Regions from separate parts of the Mus musculus genome. Here regions 2 and 3 are each linked to region 1. A link is a contact called in public HiChIP or PLAC-seq and Micro-C data. All regions are on one chromosome and are shown on one strand. Each heading gives the region's core, a stretch centred on a gene start, on an enhancer-like site or on the middle of the called end of the contact. The rest is flanking DNA. Distances are from core to core; before and after follow the strand shown.

Evidence for each region. A called contact is a pair of places that touch in the nucleus more often than the background predicts. HiChIP or PLAC-seq counts read pairs in DNA pulled down with a chosen protein or histone mark.
Region 2: a contact with region 1 is called in a Micro-C map of embryonic stem cells, with 10 times the contacts expected there. The contact joins the promoter of Amn1 here to the promoter of Stk38l in region 1. A contact is called at or near these places in 2 of 39 promoter capture datasets (hippocampal neurons and pre-B cells), 1 of 484 Hi-C or Micro-C datasets (embryonic stem cells) and 1 of 115 datasets of contacts at active chromatin or transcription factors (astrocytes).
Region 3: a contact with region 1 is called in an H3K4me3 HiChIP or PLAC-seq map of embryonic forebrain, with 7 times the contacts expected there. The contact joins the promoter of 3010003L21Rik here to the promoter of Stk38l in region 1. A contact is called at or near these places in 4 of 39 promoter capture datasets (hippocampal neurons, liver and pre-B cells) and 2 of 115 datasets of contacts at active chromatin or transcription factors (astrocytes and embryonic forebrain).

The regions. Positions count from the first base shown.
Region 1 is chr6:146,722,012-146,726,990 of GRCm38.p6, forward strand. Stk38l (serine/threonine kinase 38 like) reads left to right here and starts at 2,919. Exons shown (of 14, transcript NM_172734.3): 1 at 2,919-3,036.
Region 2 is chr6:149,186,523-149,191,501 of GRCm38.p6, forward strand. It overlaps Amn1 (antagonist of mitotic exit network 1), which reads right to left and starts at 2,190. Exons shown (of 7, transcript NM_001113424.1): 1 at 2,084-2,190. The coding sequence starts at 2,121.
Region 3 is chr6:148,941,805-148,946,783 of GRCm38.p6, forward strand. 3010003L21Rik (RIKEN cDNA 3010003L21 gene) reads left to right here and starts at 3,053. Exons shown (of 2, transcript NR_144294.1): 1 at 3,053-4,616. Sinhcaf (SIN3-HDAC complex associated factor) reads right to left here and starts at 4,666. Exons shown (of 6, transcript NM_019643.4): 1 at 4,488-4,666. RefSeq lists an enhancer at 4,829-4,863 and a cis regulatory region at 4,844-4,850.

The sequences.
Region 1 (4,979 bases), core at 1,669-4,168:
TGAGCCAGCATATAGTTGCTGGGATTTGAACTCATGACCTTCAGAAGAGAAGTCAGTGCTCTTACTGCTGAGCTATCTCACAAGTCCTCCACTTTATTTTTTGAGACAGGATCATCCGATGAACTTTGAGCTCTTGGAATGACTGAGCTGTCTGGGAATAAGCTCCAGAATTCTGCGCCCCCCCCCCCAGTCCTCAACTGCTATAAATATTTTAAGTTTAGATACTTTTAAAACTCTCTCTTTTATTTATTTATTTTATTTATTTTATTTTTCGAGACAGGGTATCTCTGTGTAGCCCTGGCTGTCCTGGAACTCACTCTGTAGACCACGCTAGCCTCGAACTCAGAAATCCGCCTGCCTCTGCCTCTCAAGTGCTGGGATTAAAGGTATGCGCCACCACGCCCTGCTCTCTTTTTATTTTTATTTTTTGGTTTTTCAAGACAGGGTTTCTCTGTATAGCTCTGACTGTCCTAGAACTCACTCTGTAGACCAGGCTGGCCTTGAACTCAGAAATGTGCCTGCCTCTGCCTCCCAAATGCTGGGATTAAAGGTGTACGCCACCACTGCCCAAACAGTTTAGGTACTTTTATTTGTTTATGTTGAATTTGTCTTCATTTAAGGACCAGGCCTAATTTCAAAAAAGGCCTTAAGGCTCCAGCTTCAGGAATAGACCATAAGTCCCCAAAACTAAGTTGGGGGACTAAGTCATAAGACAGCAGCTCTAGGAACAGACCATAAAATCCAGAACAAGATCATAAAACCCCCTCCCAAAGAACAGTCTGGGGATAAACACAAAAATGGGAAATATCTTATCTCAGAATGGGCCATCTGCGCTGGGCAGCCCTATTTCATCACGTGGTTGAACGATTGTGATATAGGGATACAGACCACTGGCCACACATGATTGAACATTCATGACATTGGAATGTAGACCACTGATCACCTGTGGCCCCCTAGCACCCACCAATGAGATTATAGATTACCTAATTCTTCTAGAGAGTTCCCTTGGTTTCCTGTAAGAAGGCCTGCCTGCCTTTGTCTGGGATCGTCATTTCAAAGAATGGTTGACCCTTGCATACTGGATGTTTCTGTGGAATAAACACTCTTTGTTTTTGCATACTATCTGAGTCTGGGCTCTTCCTTCAGTGATTTTTGGACCCTTACATTGTATATATGTGTCTCTGTGTAAGTGTGCACATGTACATGTATGTAGGTGCCTCTGGTAGCTGAAAAGGGGCATCCAATTTCCTGAACTGGAGTTACTAAGGTGTGCACCATCTGCTGTGGGTGCTGGGAACCTAACTCTGGCCTTTTGTGAGAGCAGAAGAGGGCCATCCTCTAGCCCTTGCATATATTGTTTTAATAGTGTAAAAGCTAAGGGTATTTCATAAAATCCCACTGTTTGAAGAATGGATTTGTTTTTTTTTGTTGTTTTGTTTTTTTTTTGTTTTTTTTTTTTTTTGTTTTTCGAGACAGGGTTTCTCTGTATAGCCTTGGCTGTCCTGGAACTCACTCTGTAGACCAGGCTGGCCTCGAACTCAGAAATCCACCTGCCTCTGCCTCCCGAGTGCTGGGATCAAAGGCGTGCGCCACCACACCCGGCTCCAAGAATGGATTTGTTAATAGTGATTGGGAATATTGGTTTGTCTTACTCAAAGACCAGTTTTATCTTAAAAAGCAAAACTCTTGTCACTTTCCCAAAACTCTCCCCTGTGTTCTCCATGGGAAAGTGATTTTCTAAATATCACACACTCTTCTCCCTTTATCCACAGATTCACTTTGGCAGTACCCACAGTCAACCATGTTCCAAAATTATGAAGTGGAAAATTCCAGAAATAAATGATTCACCAGTTTTAAACTGAAAATGCCGTTCTAAGTAGCCAATGAAGTCTCTCACTCCCCTCACTGTGTTGCTCCCAGGACGCTAGCAGTTCCTCTGGAGTGTCAATGTTGTGTATGTGAAACTCCTGGCCCCCTGGGAGGCATGGTCCTTGTTCCAATAATCCTCATTTTATTTCATAATAGCCCCAAAGCACAAGAGCAGCTGGCTGTCTACATCAAAGATAAGATTTAGCCTGCTTTTGTATTGTTAAGACTGGGTCTCACTCTGTAGCTCTAGCTGGGCTCAAACTCACTATGTAGCCCAGGCTGGTCTCAAACTTGCCGCAGCTTCTGCCTCAGCCTCCTTGGTGATGGGATTACATGCATGAAACACTGTACCTGGCGTCAAAGTTTGTTTGTTTGTTTGTTTTTTTAAAGTAAATGTTGTTGAGGTTGCTTAAATCTATGGTTCGGTTGTTAATCTCTTACTGTGCTGGATGTATAAATTAAGAGTAGGTGTGTGTAGGACACACAGTGTATAGTGTTTGGCTAGTCCGCGGGTCCTGAAGTTTGCCTGCCTACCTTTGATGCGAAGGGAAGAGACAATGACGACGACAATTTTCTAGCCTAATGCTGTATGTTATGTTGTCAACTGCTCTGGGATTTTTCAGGTAAGTTTAGCAAATTTTCATGTATGCTGGTAAGTTTCTTGTGGTCTTCCTAAATTCTAAATCCTCCTAAGCCTTTCGGGTTCAGTTATAGAGACGTGGAAGTCACAGAGCTGCTACATTGGTGATCTCTCCTCTATGGAGCCATCTTTGCATTGCCTTGAGGAGAGCTCCATCACACCAGGCCTCTCTCAGGGTCAGGCAGAACCAGTTAGAACTGGAGAGGGCCATGAGACAAGAACGTTACAACGCCCAGTAGTGATTAGACTGAGCTCAGGTTCCTGGACCAACCTACACTTCCGCCCGCGAAGGTGGGGGTCGGTACTGGCGCTGACGCCAGAAGGACACTTCCGCCTGGGTGCGTATGACGTCAGGGGCGACCCCTTTAAAAAAAAAAATCTAGGAGATCAAGTCTCGCGAGATTCTGGCGCGGCCGCTTTGGCACCGCCTCACGGGGCGGGACGAGGCGGGGCCTGGCGCGAGAGACGCGCGCCGCGGGCTGCGGTGACTGAGGAGGAGGCTGAGCGGGCGCGGGCGACACCGGCAGGTGAGAGCGGGCGAGGGCACCGGCGCCGGCGCGGGGCAGGGCCGCGGGGCTAGGGCGGCGCTCGCTGCGGGGAGGTGTGAGGGGCTTGGCGCGGTACAGCCCGCGGCGCCCAGCCCAGGTGTCCCTGGCGGAGCGGAGAACCGCGGCCGTGCGCGGCGTCCCCGGGCTGCAGGCGGGGCCGCGCCCCCACCGCCTGTCAGTCACCGGGGCCTTCGCCGAGCCGGGTGCGGCAGCCTGCGTACCGGGAGCGGAGCCGCCAGCCCCGCGCGCGTCCTGCTCCGGGCCCACCTTCCCGTCCCCTCCGGACGCAGAGGGCACGGCTCGCCGGCACAAAGTTGCCGGTGCACAGCGACGGCAAACTGTGCCCGAGCCGCGGCGTCCCTGTCACCGATGCTACTTTCTCTGTTGCGGGGTCGCTCTTGGGTCCCGAAGTTTGGAGAAACGCGGTGAAGAGATGCGAGGTGGGTCTGGAGCAGCGGCTGGTGTAGAGGTGCGCTGCTGCCGCCCCTCGGGACTCACTCGGTGCAGAGCCGGCGCGCTCTCCGGCTCCTCTGCAACTTGGGACGCGTTTCGGTAGAAGCCACTTATGGATTTGGCTCTGGTATTAGCCACACGACTGCCAAGAAGCCAGGCGAACAAAGTTCAATGGTTTTAAGGTGGTGATTACCCCTTATTTGGCAGTCGTGGCTTAAATCGGTCAGGTCTCCCTACTTTAAGTCAATAAGCCTTGCAATTTGCATATCAAGTTGTCTTGATGTCTCACGCACAAGCCTAAATGGAAAGGTTTTTCTCTTACGCCTCAGGATATATAAAACAATTAAGTTTATTATGCTCTTTCCCTCGTGGCCAAGAGGCACTTTATTTGAGTTAGTTGCTCTTGTGTCTATTTGGGGAGATAATTTAGTTAAATATACGATAAATTATGATATTGCGCGAGGTCATAAAAGTACTTTTATTTGGAAAATCCTGGTCTCAGAAGAAGTACAAGGGATAAAAGTTTGGTATTTGCCTTCGCTCTGCTGAGCGTTTTTTCTCCTAGTTAGAGGCCCGATTAGGCATCCCATTTGTTGGGATGTGTTTAGAATGAGAAGCATAGTTCGGTGTAGTTTCCGTGCTCTTTTGAAAGGCCTTGCTGTTAAGTAATGAACAAATTAGACTCAGAAAAACCACATTAAATAGAATACTGGAAGTCTCAGCACTTGTTTTCTTGAGTTTGCTTACAAATAAGCCAAAGAATAGAAACTAAGGCTGTCTAAATAAAAAGGTGTTCTCTGCAGTTTTTATTATTTAAAACAGTTTTAAATTTTAAATATATTTTGATCATAGTCCCTTCTCCCTCAAGCCCTTCCAGATCCTCTCCTCCTCTCTACCCACCCAACTTTAAGTTCTTTCTCAAAAACCAAACTCTGCAGCTTTTTAAATACTAGATTTTAATTTCAAAAAGTGGGACATTAAGAACAAAGGAAAATGATAAAAAACCAAAATGATAAAGCATTAGTCTCAGTTTGGCCATTTTTCTTTAGAAAAGTTCCACTCTCTCAAAGACCAGTGACATCTTGTTAGTAGAATTGGTAACATGCCTTAGCAAGTGCCTTCTCACAGAGCTAGGAAAAGTTGAAGACACCAAAGCCAGGAGGATTTTTGTATCTTGCTGTAATGTTAAATGAGTTTATTTTCCATAAATGTAGGACCAGTTAAGCAAGCATATTGCTGTTTGAGAATCCTAGCATTACTTTCAAATCAACAGATGGGCAAGCTATGACTGGGTTAGACTAGACATATGCAGAAAGCCTGCCCTTGAATTTTTATATGAAAAGCACCATGGTCTCTTTCAGTGAGATGATGAAAGCAAGCTTAAGGCAGCAGAGTTGTGTTTAAACAAGCAGGTATATTCTCCTATCCTTTCTTCTTTGTTCCCCCAACAGTTTCTGTTCAAGTCCCAA
Region 2 (4,979 bases), core at 940-3,439, 2.5 Mb after region 1:
GTAGGTGTCTTAGTCAGGGTTTCTACTGCTGCAATGAAACATCACGACCAAGAAGCACAGTGGGGAGGAAAGGGTTTATTCTGCTTACACTTCGACATTGCTGTTCATCACCAAAGAAAGTCAAGACTAGAACTCACATAGGAACCTGGATGCAAGAGCTGATGCAGAGGCTATAGAGGAGTGCCACTTTACTTGACTGCTTCCCCTGGCTTGCTTAGCTTGCCTTCATATAGACCCCAAGACCACCAGCCTAGAGAGATGGCACCACTCAATGGGCTGGGCCCTCTCCCTTGATTACTAATTGAGAAAATGCCTTATAGCTGGATCTCATAGAGGCAATTCCTCAACTGAGGAACTTTATTTGTGGTAACTCCAGCTTGTGTTAAGTTGACACACAAAACCAGCCAATATACCAGAATAGGTAGAGTCTTCTTTAGCCTCTTTTAAAGCAATGTAACCAACATGTTTTAGGGCTTCAAATTCTGGCCATCTGAGAAACTCATACCTGTGTCAAGCAACCACAAATTCTGTTTACAAACACACACACATTCTTTCTTCCCTTGTGCTTGCATACACATCCCCACACAAACATATAATAAAGGTATTGAAGGGTATTGAGAAGGGAGGTGTCAGTTTCCTAAAACAGCATTCCGGTAATAGTTACTTCTCAGTACCTACTGTCCTTTTCATTCAACAATCTCTTGTGAAAACCTTAAAAGCATTTCAGTATTCTCACCCTTTGTAATGGCTATAAGCTTCACATTGGACATCTCATTTAGTTATTTCCCTTTAGAAAAGCATCCATATTGTTCTGTGGTATGGTAACAATATTGTCAAATTGCTTTCTGGTAAGTCAGCTTTAAGTTCTATCTACACAAACAATTGTGGCATACTTGCAATCCCAGAACTCTATGGGTACAAGCAAGAAGGATCTTGAAGTTCAGGGACATCCTTTGCCACACAATGAATTTCTAGCCTGTTATGCTACATGAGACCCTGTCCTCAAAAAGCCAAAGCCAAAGCTGGTGCTGATAACTCAAGTCTATAATCTCAGCATTTGGAAGGCTGGGGCAGAAGACTCAAGAGTTCAAGGTTAGCCTGACATTGTGGGTCTGAGGCCAGCCTGTGCTACATAAGATTCTGTCTCAAAACAAAAGGGTTGGGGATATAACTGAGTTGGCATTATGCTTGCCTCGGGCTCAGGAGGCTGAGGTAAACTGGGAATAATATAGTGTGTGTCTGTAATCTCAACATTCAGGAAATGAATGAAGAAGGATCAGAAGTTTAAAGTTATCCTTGGCTACACACACAATGTGTTCTAGGCCAGCATAGGCTACATGAGACTGTCTCAAGGAAAAATAAATAGCAACAAAACAATACAGAAGAAAAAGCTGGAACTTAGGCAAGAAATAACATTTGTTTATGTACTGTTAAGTCAACAACGGAACCAATGTAGTCTTTGTAGTTTCCAATTGTTAAACCATTCCTGCTTTTCTGTTAATAGTTTTTCTTTCTAAAAATAGAAATAACAAGTAATACTAAAGCCTGCCTCTAACTCACTATATGGCTGAAGAGCCTTGAACTTCAACTTGAATTCTCAAGAAGTGTTTGGATTAAGGGCTTTACATATGTTAAGCTGATTCTTACAAAGACTCCTTGAGACAGGTACTAATACGCGATTTGCTTGGGTATGCGTGTGTATTACAACATTACCCCGTTAGCTTCGAATTTGTGGCAATCCTGTTTCAGTTTCCGGATAGCTGGGATTATAGGCGTGAACTGCCACGCCCTACTGTTATCCGAATTTTAGAAAGCTCTCCTGTACAATCGGGAGAGATTGTTACTGTTCATGGTCCCAAAGCTAGCGAGTCACGCCGGTATTAGTGGAGGTTTGTTGGTCCAGCCTGGCTCCAGGTTTCTTTTGTTCTGCCTTCACCCTCAACGCCCACCTGAGACAGGCCATCGGGTGGAGCCGCCAGCCCCACGGTGCACCACAGTCCTCAGAGACCAGACACAAAGCCGGGACAAGGACTAGGAGCCAGCAGGACGTGAGGGAAGGGACTGGGAGCTGGGGCGGACTCACAGTTCCAGGAGCTGACTGACTACTCCGGACAAAGGCATCGCGGAAGCCCTCTTAAGCCTGGACGGCAGTTGCGGCCCTCCACAACCAACTTCCGGTCGCGCAGGACTGGTAAACCTAAATGACGTCACAGAGTTGGACCTGGGGCGTGGCCACATTAGGAGCGGAAGAGGAAGTTCAGCGCTCTCTCTGGGCAGAACTGAGGGCTGCTCAGAACTAACTGGCACAAAATGTAGAGGCATCCAAAGCGGGAGCAAAGCCCCCTGGGACTTGTAGTTCTTCCTGCCCGCTATTGCCAGTTACTGCTTCTCCTGCCCAAGAGTCGCCAGAAGTCGCTGTCCAGGCAAAGGCTAATGGCAGGTCACTGCTTTTGCTGGTGCGATGCCAGGTCCCATGAAGCAAACCAAGTCTCTAGTCAGATACAGACACCGACTTCAAACACGGGGTTTACAGGACTGCAGTAGTCATCTCCACAGAGTGCGCCTGAAGCAAGAGCTGAACCATGCAGTCCTGGGTCATTCCAGGAATGGGACATATTAAGGCCTGTTCCGTTTAACATGACTAGCTATTTTGATTTTAGTCTCCATATTGCTCATAAGGTGAAATTAAGTACAGGTTCTCAGATTGTGCTTCCTAGAAGTAATTATTCGTAGCTGACATAACGTTCTCCATAATACTCATGCTCTGTTAGCTCAATACTCTGGAAACCCCTAACTACCACCTTACCCATCTCACTTAGTACCAGTCAGCTTAGAGGGCAGCTCATAATACTGATAAGACTAAGCGACTCTGATCGAACCCTGAGATGGCTCCAGGAGAGGGTATTAGGCCTCAAGGGAGAATTTCTCGCTCCCGACCCCAGGACGATTTCGCAGAAATGACTGACAAAACACTTCTCAGAAAAATCATACAACGTCCTGGCTGAAGGCCACCTGGGCCCTCTGGGGAACGAAGTTACTCTCCCAGGATGATCTGATATTGGCCCAGCCAATCAGCCAAAAGGTCAGCCTAACAACTTATCACCAAGGGCTTAGGTGTTGTTACTGTAATAGGCTTAAAAATGTATAAAAGGTGCTTGTATGTAGGGTCGCCTCCGGTCTCTTGGTCTCTTGCCTGAGAGACCGCTGAAGGTCGATCCCAGCGGACCAGAAAAATAAACCTCTTGCTTTTGCATGGATCTGAGAGTCTCATTTCACTTCGGATGGGGGGGCGGGGGTGTGTGTCTCCCGGCAGGTAATGATACTCTGGGGCTTTACAATGTCTTCTGCACTTGGTTTTCCTATAACCAGTCTGCCCTAGGTAGCACAGTCTGGTTCCCAAGTCCTTTCTATGTCCCTAATCGATAAGCCTGAATTAAGTAGTCAATAAACTTTCATCATATCTGAGATTAGTGTCCAAGTGGTCAGCGTGTGGCTATTCATGGACCCCAACAGGTCATATTCATTATAATCCTTCTAAATTGAAATTCTTTGGCCTGTTTTTCAGATCAGAATGTTAAGGTCTGAGAATTTGGGAATAATTCACTATGAAAACCAAGTTCCAGGCAACACAATTTATTCATAAAACTAGTATATCAGGGAAACAGCTGGGTTCAGAATTCAAACTGTCAGTGGGACAGGGCAGGGCAGGGCAGGACAGGGAAGGACAAGACAGAGCAACCTTTTAAAACAAAACCAAGCCGGGCAGTGGTGGTGCATGCCTTTAATCCCAGCACTTGGAAGGCAGAGACAGGTGGATTTCTGAGTTTGAGGCCAGACTGATCTACAGAGTGAATTCCAAGATAGCCAAGGCTACACAGAAAAACCCTGTTTCCAAAACAAAACAAAACAAAACAAAAAACAAAAAAACAAAAAACCCAAAAACAATAGTAACAAAACCAAAACACAAATTAGGTGAAATAGGGACATGAATAGAGGCAACTAACTGAGTACACGTATACATTGTATCTTTCCAACTGGATTCATACCTGGCACCTTAAGAAGTGGGTTATTATCCATCAAGTACCTCAGATGGCTTCCTGATAACTTGGCTTGGATAGAGACCAGCCAATCAAAGTTTCTTTAGCAACTTCTGGGTTTCAGACATGGCATGTATGGGTGATAACCAACAAAGCATAAGTTGAGATATATATTTCAAGTTCATGTAGGACACCTGGGGCCAGAAGCAGTTTCTGGAAATTCAGTCATTTCTTAGAATCTAGTTTAGTACAAAATGGAGACGATATACAAGGTGGAGTCCCTGTAGCAAGGAGGCCCTCAGCAAGAGCACTCCATACCAATACATAAACTTGGTAAGAATGCCACTGTGGAGAAGACTGGGCCTTCAAAAAGGATCATGAAGGGACCTGGCTCCCCTAGGTAAGACTGACTTTCTTTCTCTCTTCTTTCTTTCTTTCTTTCTTTCTTTCTTTCTTTCTTTCTTTCTTTCTTCCTTCCTTCCTTCCTTCCTTCCTTCCTTCCTTCTGAAAGACTCTGAAAGGAGCCCCTCGCTCAGGCCTCAGGACAATAGCGGACACCCAAGAACTCACGATAGACCAAGCTTGATGTAAACCACATGATGCTTTATTGGGGAGGGGGGGTGAGCCAGAGCTCTGGGGACAACTCATATCCCACAAAGGGGTAGAGGAGTCGACCTCGAGGGGAAAGAGGTCCCAGTTTTTATAGGCCCTCAGGGGGGAAAGGAGAAAGGGGAGAGTAGGGGATTTCCAGATCTAAACAATGTCTATTCTCAAGAAATGGATATGGGAGGGGTACGAGGAAAGAGTCTGGTGCAGGTGTAGCAACTCAGGATTGGCCGGGCTGTGGTTGCTGGGGAGATTTTCTGACTCTTTCTCAGCAACCAATATCACAAACACCTGGCAATGGGCTTCATCAGTGGGCACACACATGTGTTCAAGGAA
Region 3 (4,979 bases), core at 1,803-4,302, 2.2 Mb after region 1:
AATGACAAACAGAAGTTGAGGGCAGTGTCTTCCCAGAACTGGTTTCTGATGGTGGGGGAAGGGGCCACAACACACTCACTCACTCTTTTCATTCAGCATTCACTGTTTCTCTGGGCAAAGCAACTGACCCTCGTCTCAGTGTTATCTTCTGTAAGATGTCCACTTCCCAACCCTGAGGACAGCAGCCACTTACTTTCACATTTCAGTCGTTTTCAACCCTGTGAAATTAGGTATTACTACCATTATCAAAGTGAATCAAAAGAATTGCAGCTTCCCACCGGAGGCATTCTTTCTTTTGAGATGGGGTCCCTCTGTGAAACCCTGGCTGACTCAAACTCAGAGACCCATCCCACTTGCTTGCAGGCCCCTTTTACAGGTGTCACACTAAGCATTCTGAACAATTAAGTATGGCTTGAGAATTGTGTTACCGTTCTTCCCAGTCAGTCAGTCTTGTCTTATCATCTCCGGAGAAAGGGAAAATGATTTCTTTTAAAGAATTGTTTTTAGGTACTTAGGAAATAGTTCAAACCTTAAAAAGATTTCTTTTATTTTTATTTATTTATTTATTTATTTATTTATTTATTTATTTTTTTGGTTTTTTCAAGACAGGGTTTCTCTGTGTAGCCCTGGCTGTCCTGAAACTCACTTTGTAGACCAGGCTGGCCTCGAACTCAGAAATCCACCTGCCTCTGCTGGGATTAAAGGCGTGCACCACCATGCTCGGCTCTTCTTTTATTTTTAATTACCTGTATGTATGTCAATGTAGGTGTGTGCACAAGTGTCAGAGTGCCCAAAGAGGCCAGGAGAGGGCGTTTGGTCTTCTGCAGCTTACAGGTGGTTATGGAACACCTGGCATGAGTGCTGGGATCCCATTATCAAGATTTTAGGAAGAGCAGCAAGCAACCCCAAAGGACATATTTCTAAAGCTTGGCATAGGAAATTAATTGTCCTCAAAGCAGCCTTAAGAAGTTGGCTTCAGATTTTTTCCCATTGAGGCTGGAGGAATGGCTCAGCAGTTAAGATTGATAGCTGTTCTTCAGGACCCTGGTTCTATTCCCAGCACCCACATGGCAGCTCACAATTCCAGTTCCAGGGGATCTGGCACCCTCACACAGACATACATAAAGGCAAAATGCCAACACACATTAATTAATCTTCAGAGAGAGAAAGAGAGATCAAAACAAGAGAAAAATATTTTCCCATTTAAAAGTTTATTTTAGTTGGCTGGCAGTGGCATGGGCCTTTAATCCCAAGCATTTGGAAGGCAGAGGCAGAGGCAGGTGGATCTCCAAATTCAAGACCAGTCTGGTCTAAAAAGTGATTTGTAGGACAACCAAGGCTACAATGGAACCCCTGTCTTGGGGAGGGGGGTGGCATTTTATACCTGTGGAGGCAGCTCAGTGGTACAACACTTATCTAACAGGTGCTATATCATGGGGTTCAAAACAAGCATAGCAAGTTTTGAGGGTGGGCATTTAAAACAGGGCTGGCAAGATGACTCAGCCAATGAAGCCTGACCACCTACCTGAATTTGATCCCTAAATTCATGTGGTTGAGGTGACTATCCCCAATAGTCACCTGGCCTCATATATGAAGATACACACACACAGATGTTCTTTAAAATCTCCAGCCACCCACAAAAATAAAAGAAGGCAGTGAAGACCTTGCTTTTCTTTCTCTCTTAACTCATTCAAATCTCTCTTAGAAACATCATTTGATAATAACAGAATCATTTAGTTCTACATGTGTGTATAGACTTTCCTAGGAAGCTGAAGTCTTGCAGTAAGTAGTCTACTTAAAAACAAAACAATGTTTGCAAAGTACCTCATGTTATTTTCACATGTCCCTGGAGTCACCCAAAGGAAAGCCAAGGTTGTAATATCCAAGGTTTTTAATTTTCTTGACACACTCTCTATTCACTTCAAAAATTATTATTTCCCAGTCAAGGCCACATCTAGATGAAAACAAGCTAACTGAAACACAGGATTAATTGTGAAAGTCGCAACAGATATGGTGTTGCTGGGCTGGATGTCTAGACTGCAAGCAAACCCCAAATACCAAAGAAGCATCCATGTGTCAAACGAGCATAATTTTTGAGCTATGCCTGGAGCCACATACCAAAAAGTTAGCTTGAAAAAAGTGTAAGAGGGTAAGTAGAAGGTCAGTCCCAGTTCCCAGGAATTGTGAAACTAGCAAGGGCTCCCTACACTGGCAACTTCTCCCAGCATCCTTTATCTCGGAAAGGCCCTACTCCCCAGATGCAGCAGTTCTCAAGGTTATCTAAGATTTATCTGAGTCCTGCATACTTTAAGGTCAAAACACAAAACATCCTCAGAATACTTTAAATGCATTTATGCTTTGCGGGGACTCAAAAAACGAACCCCAGACTTTCGCGTTCAGTTTTGCAGCACAAAAACCATTAAAATGATTTTCAAGTCTGACAAACTTCAGTTCAAAAGCAGATGTTTTCCGGACACTGCTAGAAACAAGTTTTACGTCCACCTCTCACTAAAAAAGTTGCCGGATCCTTCTTTAGAAAGCATTAAGAGAAGACCAAGAGCCTACTTGAAACGAACTCCTAACATGGAGGGGGAGGGGGGACACGGTGCACGTCTGGCTCGTAGTCATTCTTCACCTGCAATAAGGAAAGGTGAGAAGAAAAATAACAAGAGGCGGACTGGGGTGCTGGTTACCAGAACTGCTCCGTCTTAAAAGCCGCCCAACCCAACCTGCCCTGCGCCTCGCCGGTCGCCCCACGTGTAAACACACAAAGGCTGCACGCACCCCCAGTTCCTCAGTCTCCACTTCCAAGAGGGGCAAGAGCCGGCGCCCCGAAACTTCCCCGCGTGTAGTCGGAGGTCCTGGGTAGGGCGCGGAGCTCCACTCCTGGAGGGAGCCCAGCGCTCCGGGGTCCCCGGGCACCACGCGCCATCCGCCGCCCTCACCTGCGCTGGAACAACGGCCCGCGCCCCGCCGGCGCCGCCCGAAGGCCGCGCCTCTGCTCCCGGGCCGCTCCGCACGCTCGGCCTGACGTAATTCAAACATGGCAACAGTTCCACTTCAAAGGCGGATGCACGGACCTCCCAGACGCGGCCTCCCGTGCCTCGGAGCCCCGGCCACGCGTGCGTCCCGCCGAGCAGCGCTCCGTCGCTCCGCATGGGTGACCCGCAGGCCGAGGCGCCCCCACGGACACAGCCTCGCTGAGCCGCCGCTGAAGTTTCCGAGAGGACCTAAGGGACAAAAGCCGCCCCGCGCCCCGCCCGGCCCGCGCCGCTCGGGCACACGCGGCCCTTTGTTGTCCGGCGGCATCGGCGACGTCGGGGCGACCCGGACCCGCGCCCGGGGACCCACGCGAGCTCGGGTATCCTGAGCCACTGGTCCCTGGGGCCAAACTTTTGCGGAGTCCCGGATGAGAAACGCCCAGAGGTCCCCGCCGCCGTGCATATGCTGCGAGTTGGCGACTTTCGCTGTGCTTTGGAAACTGGCAAGACGCCATCACCAGGAAATCACATTGTCCTGCTCCCGACAGCCCCGACGGCGACCGCAGCCCGCGGCTCACTCCGAGCTGGACACTGAGATGTAGCACGGTCGCGGCCCTAAGCACGTGGCTTGTCAGGTGAAGCACACACAACAAAAAGGGAAAAAAAAAAAAAAAAAAAGAGTTGGGTGCCTCAAGCAGCGGACCGCGCCGCCGCCTTCATCCGCACTGTTTGGTGCCGCGGGCCACGGCCACCCCTCCCGTGTCGCCCGCACCCACGCTACAGGTGACCAGACGGACAGCGAACTTTGGGCTGCAGAGACCACTCGGCACCGGCCGAGTGCAAAGACCGCGTGCTGCGCGCTCATTGTCGCAGCCGCGTCCCTGCGGACTTCTCCAACAACGCCACGCCGCGTGCGTCGCGCCATCCCGGCGCTGGCCCTCACCAGCTGCCTTCAGCCTGTGTGGCCGCCGGCTCCAGGAACTGGCAAGTTAGTTTCCGAGCTCCGGCTTTGTTGTTCACCCGCGTGCAAACACCGTCGCGAGCGCCGGGGTAGCGCAACACGCGGGTGCACGCGGAGCCCAAGCCCCTGGCCAGAGCAGAGCCCACACGGGATCTGCGACCCCGACCCTGCTCTCCGGGTCTGCAGGAAACACTACGACCTAGAAAAGTCATTGTCACTTTCAGCGTGGATGCAAGTCCGCCGCAGCTCGTTCGTTTCCACGCTGCACTCACTTTCCCCACACCCTGACTTTCGGTTTACCTCAAATATCCTCCTCAATTAAGAAGCGCATCTCCAACGCCTCTGTACAAAAGAATCTGGAGTCCGGAGAGCACGAGGGCAGCGCTCCCCGCAATGCCATCTCCAAGACAAAACTTCCTGTGTGTTTGTGTATGGGAAGGACGGAGGAGGCGGGGGAGGTAAAGGGAGGAAAGAAAAAAAAAAAATCACAGAAAACAAAACCTCGGAGACAGTTTTGCACCGATGTCCGGACTAGAATCACTCACCTTCCACGCGCAGCAGCGTCCCCACGGTGCAAACTGCACCAGGCCAACCTCCTGCAAGCACTCCCTCCGCCAGCGCCGAGTCCAGAAAGATTGTCTCCAGCAGTTCTTCAGTTGCTACCGCGAACGGAGGTATAGATTCCGCTTTCCCTCTGCGCAGGCGCGGCTCCCGGGACCAAATTCTCTTGAATCGAGCTGATTTGCATACGGGCGCGTGCGCGCCGCGGGCTGGGCGGGGAGAGGGCAGGGCGTCCGCGCGCGTTCCCGCGGCCTCTATTGTCCTTTTAAGGGGAGAAGCGGCGAGGCGCGGGAAACGCGGCGGCCCGCGGGGACGGGGGCGGGTCCTGCCTACTCCGCAACGTCACGTAAACAAACGCCCTCCCCAGCCCCCGGGGGAAAAGGAGGCGACGCGGGGGCGTGGCAGGACGCGAAAGGTGTAAAGGTGAGCGTTGTCCTCACCGAATGGCACCCCTTAGGAAGCTACTGAGCTTGGAA